2 separate regions of the Mus musculus genome follow, and region 1 is linked to region 2. A link is a contact called in public Hi-C data. All regions are on one chromosome and are shown on one strand. Each heading gives the region's core, a stretch centred on a gene start, on an enhancer-like site or on the middle of the called end of the contact. The rest is flanking DNA. Distances are from core to core; before and after follow the strand shown.

Region 1 (4,640 bases), core at 1,380-3,879, 150 kb after region 2:
TAAGAGGAAAAATGGCAACCATCTAAGGATGACAAAGGGACCAGCCAGACCTAAGGAGGAGATGTGAGGAGAGGGGTTGGAGAGATGGCTCAGTGGTTAAGAGGTCCTGAGTTCAATTCCCAGCAACCACATGGTGGCTCACAACGATCTGTAATGTTATCTGATGCCTTCTTCTGGTATGTCTGAAGAAAGCAATGGTATACATAAGATAAATAAATAAATATTTAAGAGAGAGAAGACAGAGAGAGAAGTGAGAAGAGAATGGAGTCTTGGATCTATGGATGAGCATTTGTGGGTCCCTGTGACTCTCAAGCAGTCTCCCCTACCACTCACCCTATTCTGAGGCTGCTCTTCTAAAATCTGAACAATTCTGTGTGTGTGTGTGTGTGTGTGTGTGTGTGTGTGTGAGAGAGAGAGAGAGAGAGAGAGAGAGAGAGAGAGAGAGAGAGAGAAAGAGTGAGAGAAACAGAGATACTTAAATATCAATCACCGCTCCTGGTAACAGAGTTATTGGATCTATAGACTTCTCAGATAAGGACAGCAGGGCAGAGAAGGATGCCAGCTTCATCAACATTATCCAGGATCCTGGGAGTGGGATGAGGACCTGAACACACTCATGTCCTATGTTTCCCAAAACAAAACCATTCTGGCTAGTGGTACTAAGAAGATGTGTCCTAGGCAAGGAAAAGAAAGGATGGAAGCAGGCTGCGGGTCCCCTGGAGGGTGACTCTCCTGGCTCTGAGGATGGCCCACTGGGGGAAAGGAGGACTAGAGTGTCTCCCTGGCATGTGAGCAACAACCAGGCTGGGAGAGCAGGGGCAGGGCTGGCAGTGAACCTGCAGGGGAGCAGGGCACCATGGAAACACAGCTCAGAGGTGGGCTTCTCACTCCATCCCCCCCCCTTAGCCAGGCCCATACCCTGCACAGCAGCTGGCTGTGCTTCTCAGAGCTGAGTGACCCATGGCCAGCCCCTCCACCACTGCCCACTGGCCATGCTCTGAGCAACATCCTTACATGGACATCTCGAGGACTGATGCTCATTGGGTGAGCATCCAAAGCAGCAGGAACTTCCCCTCCCTGCCGACTCTCCCCAAGATGCTGTTCTACCCCCACTCCTACTCCTCAAGGCAGCACAACCAAGGCCAGACATAGACTCCTGATTTCACCGTTTGAGAGTCTGCAGGGAGGAAGGCTTGGAGGACAGCTGGAATTAGGGACCTGTAGAAGAAAGTGATCACACCTCATCAATTGATTGGCAAGTAGTTAAAGGTGATAACACAGGTTAGCCTTGCAGCTGACCTAGGTTCCAGAAAGCATCCTTTCCAAGTCCTTCTGCCTGACCCAGAGCAACTGAGAGAGACAAGACGCTTTTAAGATAATCAGTGAAAATTGAACACAGACCCGGTAGAAGCTGATCTCAAGAAAGTATTATTAACGATGTTAACTGGGCTAATGGTATTACCACAATGTTAAAATAAAAGGTCCTTATCTGTTAACAACACACACAGAAGTATTAAAGATGATATCATGTCTGGGGCTTGCTTTAAAAACACACTCCAGCCAAAAGTAAACAAATAAATGCAGGGAGCAGAGGGTTGGGGAAGAGAAGAAATAAAAACAGCACAAAACCAATGGTTGCTGAGCAGAGAGACCAGGGGTCGTTGTAAGAGTCTTGCTCCATGTGTATATGGTTTAAATCCCCCACTTTAAAAAGGGGGAATGGAGTTGGAGGCTGGGGTGCATATTACTTGGAAGAGTGCTTGCCTAGCGTACATGAACCTCTGGGTTCAATCCCCAACCCCGGATAAACTGGCCATGATCCCAGCACCCTGGAAGTGGAGGCAGGAAGACCAAGGATGCAAAAAGTACATGAGATCCTGTTTCAAAAACAACAATAACAAAAGAAACTCTCTCTTTCTCTCTCTCTTTCTCTCTCTCTCTCTCTCTCTCTCTCTCTCTCTCTCTCTCACACACACACACATACACACACACACACACACACACATGTAATTGTTTACACATGTAACAAGTTTACGAATCCTATCCCTCAGAATAAGTGAAAATTAACAAGCCTTTTACACACACAGCACTGATACCAGTGTGCAACAGCCAAGTTCTGTGGGGAGAGAGATATGCGTGGCTATCGTTGGGACACCCACAAACTCTCTTGAGATCCCCATGTGGGACATCTATACACAAACAGACCACCTCTACCTAAGCCCTCACCTGCACCCTGAACATGCAAGCATATGGCTTCCCCAGGGCCATGAGCCACATAGAGGAGGCCAGAGGGTGGGCAGCCACAAGGAAAATGAGGAGGCAACTAGAATCCCCACCGCCATTTCTCCAGAGCAGCTCTGCCCCAGCTCTCCATCTCCAGTCCCCAAACCTCTCTGGAAGAAAGATGCCATTGTAACCATTTCACAGAGGGGAAGGTTTAGTGGAGGGAGGTGCTGGGGCCTAGGCAGCAGCAAAGCTAGAATTTGAACTTGTCTCTCCCATGTCTAAGGAATCTTTCAGACAAGCCAGAGATTAGTGTAGCAAGAGTCAGATACCCAGAGCGGGACTGGAGCAAGGATGGCTTCAGAAAGATGACAGACAGGAAGTGACCTGTGGGAGGCAGACAAGGAACAGAAAGACAGAAGGACCGGACCATACAGGCTGGGGGAGTCTAGAAAGCTACCACTCACATGGGGAAAGTCAGCAGAAAGGGGAAGATCAGGAAGAGAACTGAAAGTTAGGAAGAAAATTTGTGCTTAGAGCCAGAAATAGGCACCAACTCAGTGTGAGAACTGGTTCCCAGATGCTCCCAGAAGTGCTAGGTGTTAGTCAGATGTGCCCAGTTAGCATGCAGGAGAACCCAGTGTCCTACATCTGATGGGGAAGTGTTGATAAAGGGTGTTTTCTCTTGCACTCAAAGGCACCAGACACATCCTGACACTCGCCTAGGCTCCAGTTGGGGTGGGACCACAAGGATGTCCCATGGCTCTCAGCCCTGACAGAGCTCACCCTTCTCTCCTGACATCCAATGCCCAAGGGTCACCAGGCTAAGAGAGTCTGGTTCCCATCTTAGCATCTTCTCTCAGGTCTGTGGGTCCTGAGTGTGGGTTGACCTAGACTGAAGTCAAGCTGAGGCATGTGACATGAGCATCGCCGAGGTCCTGTCACCACCCACTTCTTAGCTGTGGTACTGGACAGGCAGCTGTACTTCTCAGACCCTCAGAGACCCTTCCTCCTCACTGGATCTTTCCCGTTCACGCTAAAACTGGAATAGTATTTTTAAAAAATAGCAACTTTTCTCACGGGAGTATTTCGAGAATTTCTTGACAGGATCTATAGAAAGTGGTTAATGCGAAACTTGGTGCCTGGTTGCTTAATAAATAATAAGCATATCTATTATTACTACGATTGGTTTTCAGATCTGGGCCCTTTAGCACTCAGGCCTCTGCAAAGACTGGCTGAGTAGATCCAGAAGGGTAGGCAGCAGCCTCAGACAGGACCAAGGAGGCAGCTAGATGCTCTGAGGGTGGAGGGCTGCCCTGGCCTCCTCAGCTCCAGGAATGTGAGGCGGCTGGTGGAGGGGTGGGGGGGACATGCCTGGACGCTGAGGTCAGGCAGTGTGTGTTTTTATCGTCATCCTCACGTGTGAGCTAGGGAGGAGGGGGGAGGGGGACAAGAGAAGCAGCCGCAGGGAGCACTGTGCATTACCACTCTGTCTAGCCCCCATCCAACCCTGCACCCTACATTGAGGTCCGAGGGCCCCACCAGACCTCTTCGGCCTCCCTGTTTGGGAGGTTGCAGCTTACACACACACACACACACACACACACACACACACACACACACACACACACCATTCACCAGGCTCTTCACAGTAGCCCAGCTCAACAGGCAAGATTTCCCTTGTCCCTGCTTAACAGATAAGAAAACAAGAAGCTGGTACAGTCGAGCCTGCAGCCCAGAGATGCTCACAGACCGGACTCCCATCTCCCAGTCACCAGCCCTGAGTCTGGGCTCACAGAAGAACATAGGAGTGGAAATAATAGATGCCTGCTCTGTGGGCAGAGCAGGCCTCCCATGCTGTTCTACCCAAGGTCAAGAGCAGCCAGCAAGGACTCCAGGGTTCTCCATTCAGCCTGTCACTGCCCCTAAGTCACACTTATCACCAGTGCAGAGTGGCCTAACTCTTCCTCGGTCTCCACTCCCAACACTCTGGAGATCTCATTGAAGAGGACCCAGCAGTACCTCCTTTGCCTTGGGGTCCCCTCAGCCTCCTCCCATAGGAAGGTCTGCCTCAGAGCTAAGACAACTCCCTCTTGTCCACTTAGAGTGCCCTCGTGAAGAGTAAAAGAACCACCAGGTTACTCTTGGTGATAAAAATCACCGGGTGACTCCTCTGTGTGACCATTTCTGATGTCTATCCCTCTCCTATACCTCTAACCACTCAAAGCCTCAGTCTCCTCTTACATGAAAGGCCACTGGCCCACAGTAAGGTAGCAAGATGCTGTTACTATTTGATGTGTAATGTCCCCACAAGCTCGGTGTTTTGGCCTTGTTCTCAGCTTGTGAGGTTGTTGGGAGCGGGGGTGGGGATTCTCATGCTGGTGAGGCAAGGTGGGAGAGTGGGTCACTAGGAGTGT
Region 2 (4,535 bases), core at 485-2,984:
AGAAAGTAGGGAAAAGCCTCAAAGATATGGGCACAGGGGGAAAATTCCTAAACAGAACAGCAATGGCTTGTGCTGTAAGATCAAGAATTGACAAATGGGACCTCATGAAATTCCAAAGTTTCTGTAAGGCAAAAGACACAATCAATAAGACAAAAAGGCCAAGGATATGGAGAAAGAGGAACACTCCTCCATTGTTGGTGGGATTGCAAGCTTGTATAACCACTCTGGAAATCAGTCTGGCGGTTCCTCAAAAAATTGGACATAGTACTACCAGAAGATCCCACAATACCTCTCCTGGGCATATATCCAGAAGATGTTCCAACTAGTAATAAGGACACATGCTCCACTATGTTCATGGCAGCCTTATTTATAATAGCCAGAAGCTGGAAAGAACCCAGATGTCCCTCGACAGAGGAATGGATACAGAAAATGTGGTACATTTACACAATGGAGTACTGCTCAGCTATTAAAAACAATGAATTTATGAAATTCTGGGGCAAATGGATGGACCTGGAGGGCATCATCCTAAGTGAAGTAACCCAATCACAAAAGAAGTCACTTGATATGCACTCACTGTTAGAATACCCAAGATACAATTTGCAAAACACATGAAACTCAAGAAGAAGGAAGACCAAAGTGTGGATACTTCATTCTTCCTTAGAATAAGGAACAAAATATCCACGGAAGGAATTACAGAGACAAAGCTAAGAAGAAAGGATGGACCATCCAGAGACTACCCCACCCGGGGACCCATCCCATAATCAGACACCAAACTCAGACACTATTGCATATGCCAGCAAGATTTTGCTGAAAGGACCCTGATATAGCTGTCTCTTGGGAGGCTATGCCAGTGCCTGGCATACACAGAAGTGGATGCTCACAGTCAGCTATTGGATGGAACACAGGACCCCCAATGGAGGAGCTAGAGAATTACCCAAGGAGCTGAAGGGGTCTGCAACCCTATAGGTGGAACAACAATATGAACTAACCAGTACCCCCAGAGCTCGTGTCTCTAGCTGTATATGTAGCAGAAGATGGCCTAGTTGGCCATCATTGGGAAGAGAGGCCCCTAGGTTTTGCAATCTTTATATGCTCCAGTACAGGGAAATGCCAGGGCCAAGAAGTGGGAGTGGGTGGGTAGGGGAGCAGGGTGGGGGGAGGGTATAGGGAACTTTCGGGATAGCATTTGAAATGTAAATAAAGAAAATATCTAATAAAAATCTTTTTTAAAAAAAGAAAGAAAACAAATCCTACCCAGATATGACACCTAGCCACCTCACCCTCTCTAGCATAATAACCCTGAGCGCAGTTGTGGCACCAATAAGTTGAAAGAAAAGACTTAATAGAGGTGAGGAGAAAACCCAGGGATGTTCAGAAGCCACACTTAAGGAGAAATGACAACAGCCGGGACATTGCATGCCCAGTGTGACAAGGGCACTGTTGTTCTTCTCTGACTCCTGCATTGATGGTGGAGGGCACAGGCCATGCCCTGTTCATCTCACATCCTGGGATGCTGGCACAGGGTTGCATCATGCCAGGAACCTGCATGTGACCTTTGCTGCTCTCATTAGTTGTCTTGGACCCTAAGACTCTCTAGAGGAAATCACGCTTATTGTAGTGAGTCACAAGGCAGTGTCTCTGGGAGCCCTACCCTCTGCTCCTAGATGCTGTGCACAAATGAGCCTGACAGAAGTAGATCTCATCTTCTGGCTTCTTCTGAGTTGAAGTACCAAGATATTGCCACAAGGGGGCACTGTCCCCCTTCCCACGCCACTGCAGCTCTGAAAACTGGTTCCTTTCAGTCTAGGTGAAAGAGTCACTCTGCGTTTCTAAAGGAGGGTAACCTGCTGTGACTAGATAGTAAGCCACCACTGGGTGGTTGGTGGATATCAGCTTGAGCTTGCACAAGCTGCCTCCTTAGCTTCTCCTTCCCTGAGCATCCTGTCGACTCGTGCACTTTTTGAACCCAGAGCATCGACAGACCCTCCGGAGCCTGGTGATGCAGGATGCTGGCTTCTCAGTACCGTCTTGGGTTTTTTTTCCAGCTGCTGCTACCGAGGTCAAGTTTTCTTATGCAGCTCAATCCCAGGCCTGGATTCTCCAAGTGCATCCTGGAGATGGTAACCAGCCCTCCCAACCTCCTCATGGCCCTTCTAGAATTACTTGCCCTGATCTGTGGACCAGCCAAAGCTTCAATCATAGAGGGCCAACTGTAGGCTGGCTGCAGGAGGATGGACAGACAGACCTTGCCTATCCAGGAAGTGAGTTTATATTATAGGCAATGCTGGGCTAGGAAGTACCAGAGATGCCAACCCAGAGACTCATGGTAAAGAGGCCATAAGTAGCCCCCAGTCATTGACTGCCTATCCAGGGCTCCTCACTGGCTCCTGCCACCTCAGTGGACTCCAGCATGAAGGCTGAAGTTGGAATTGGGAATTGAGTGGGGGGGGGGGGTGCGGGGGCGGTGTGAAGCTGGCTCAGCAACTGCCCACTTTTACTTCCTCTTGGAAGAGCCGCAACTTCCTATTTGGCCACTGGAGGGCGCCTTGGGATCATGAAAACGCTATAAAATGTTAACCAACGTGGACTTGAGGGCCTAGACGAGAAAAGGACTTCAGACTGAGCCCTGTCTGATCATTCCAGATGTTCTCCGCATTCTGAAAGCCATCCTTTCTCATTCCAGAAGATCCTTGGAAAGAGACGGTCCTGCGGTTTCCACTCCCCCCCCTCAGCAACTGTAGCTAGCTTGGTCTACTGATGCTTCTTCCAGTGGGCACTAAGGAAGGTTGCCTGGGAGACCCGCATGAACGAGAAACATGGATCCAGACCCAGAGACTAGCGTGGGAGAAGCAGACAGGAAATGAAAAATGGAGGTGCTGGCATGCGGAGACTGGGCTGGGGCCGGGAGGGACGGAAGTGGGAGTTTGCCAGCCATTCTTACAGGTTGCAAGCCTCCATGGAGATTAAAAAAAGAATGAATGAATTGATTAATTAATCAATTCATTCATTCATTAATTTTTAAAAACAGCACCCCATCTCTAGTATCTTCTTACCTGGCCCAGCTACCACCTCCCAGATCCAGTCTAGGATTCTGGGTTAGGAGAGGCAAGGAGGAACTGGAGAAGAGGAAGGGCGGTCAGGTGGCAGTGTCACCACCAAGCACACACAGAACTCTGAGGCCACCTGGAATTACATCGCCCTCACAGTTACAAGGCCCTACCTGCTCTTCATTCCCTTATCTCCGTGGCAACAGAGCTCTGCTGTTCCTAGCCTCAGCAGCCTGGCACTAGGAAACACAGCCTGTCTGTCCCTCCTGGCACCTGCTGATGTCACCGCAATAAGAAAGATCTATTCCAGTGACAGCGACTGTGTCTCAAAGGCATCCCCACCCCTGCCCTCCTTCCCACAGATGCTCAGGGAAACCATTGTGAAAGGAGGCCACCCTCCAAATAGTGTCTGGTTATGCCTCAGTTTCCACTCCAGCCTGGACCCTCATTCCTAACTGCAGTGCCCCACACCCCAAAGTCTCTCTCTCCACCTGCAACCTTAGCACTGCTGCTGCCCCTCCTCTAGGGTGCTCCGTACGCATACATCCACATTCCTGGGTTCTCCTTCCCACACTCTGCCTTTTTAAAATGTTTTGCTTGTCATGCTCAAGACCCTCTACTAGTAACACATACACATACAGACACACACACATACATACACATAAACACACATACATACCACACAGACACACAGACACACACACACACACACACACACACACACACACACACACACACTGGTCTATGGTTTGTAAACACTTCTAACCTTTATGGTCTGAGATTGCTCACCCACAGAAACCTCCTACCAAGACTAGCCAACAGCTAACATGTGCTCCCCCCGCCCCGCTCCAGTATACATAATAAACATGCTGAAGTTCCCAGTTGTTACAGTAGCTGCTCTGGTCATCTCTCATAGCCTGTGCAGCCCATCTGTGCCCAGCTTTTCTGTACACATGTCTGTGTTTCCATCTTCTCCTTCCCACAGTGCCTCCATGAGGTTTCCAGACTTAAGCCATTCCCTGTGCACCAGGAGAGGGTGCCCCACCTGGCAGGCACTGCCCTAGGGCTTAAGGTAAACCACTCTGTGCCCTCAGGGACTTAAGAGTCTAGCGAGGAGAGAGAAAAGGAGGTCAAATAAAGAAATACCGAGCGTAGGTAATAGTTACAGTTTTTCACTTTGTAAATTACTATGATGAGGTGTAAGGTAGGTGTGTGTGTACGATGCATAGCATGTGTGCCCCAGTGTGTTCCCCCATGAGCACATGAGGAAGCCAGAGATGTGTATAAGGTTTCTCCCTTTATGGCTCTCCCCTTAGTCCTTCAATACACAGTGTCTCACTGGAAAAAAACAAAACACTACTTTGGCTAGGCTGTCTGGTTAGTAAGCTCTCAGGACCCTCTCAATGCTGGAGTTACATGCCCACACAGCCATGCCCAGCTTTTTATGCGGGGCCTAGGGATTTGAACTCGGGTCCTCAAGCTTGCCTA

The links. A called contact is a pair of places that touch in the nucleus more often than the background predicts.
Region 1: a contact with region 2 is called in a Hi-C map of bone marrow-derived macrophages, with 35 read pairs. The contact joins two enhancer-like sites. A contact is called at or near these places in 4 of 15 datasets of contacts at CTCF or cohesin (CD8 T cells, the NIH/3T3 cell line, embryonic stem cells and 1 more), 2 of 484 Hi-C or Micro-C datasets (bone marrow-derived macrophages and nephron progenitors) and 2 of 115 datasets of contacts at active chromatin or transcription factors (embryonic stem cells and stem cell-derived neural progenitor cells).

What each region holds. Positions count from the first base shown.
Region 1 is chr1:74,050,587-74,055,226 of GRCm38.p6, forward strand. The region is part of intron 3 of Tns1 (tensin 1); the gene reads right to left. Among named protein-coding and RNA genes, the nearest start is that of Gm39664, 22 kb to the left of the region's middle. Within about 2 kb of position 2,630, at least 57 of the 459 cell types and tissues checked have an H3K27ac peak or open chromatin away from gene starts, as enhancers often do. A contact at or near this core is called in bone marrow-derived macrophages, where this site is marked.
Region 2 is chr1:73,899,982-73,904,516 of GRCm38.p6, forward strand. No RefSeq gene overlaps it. Among named protein-coding and RNA genes, the nearest start is that of 6030407O03Rik, 38 kb to the left of the region's middle. Within about 2 kb of position 1,735, at least 40 of the 459 cell types and tissues checked have an H3K27ac peak or open chromatin away from gene starts, as enhancers often do. A contact at or near this core is called in bone marrow-derived macrophages, where this site is marked.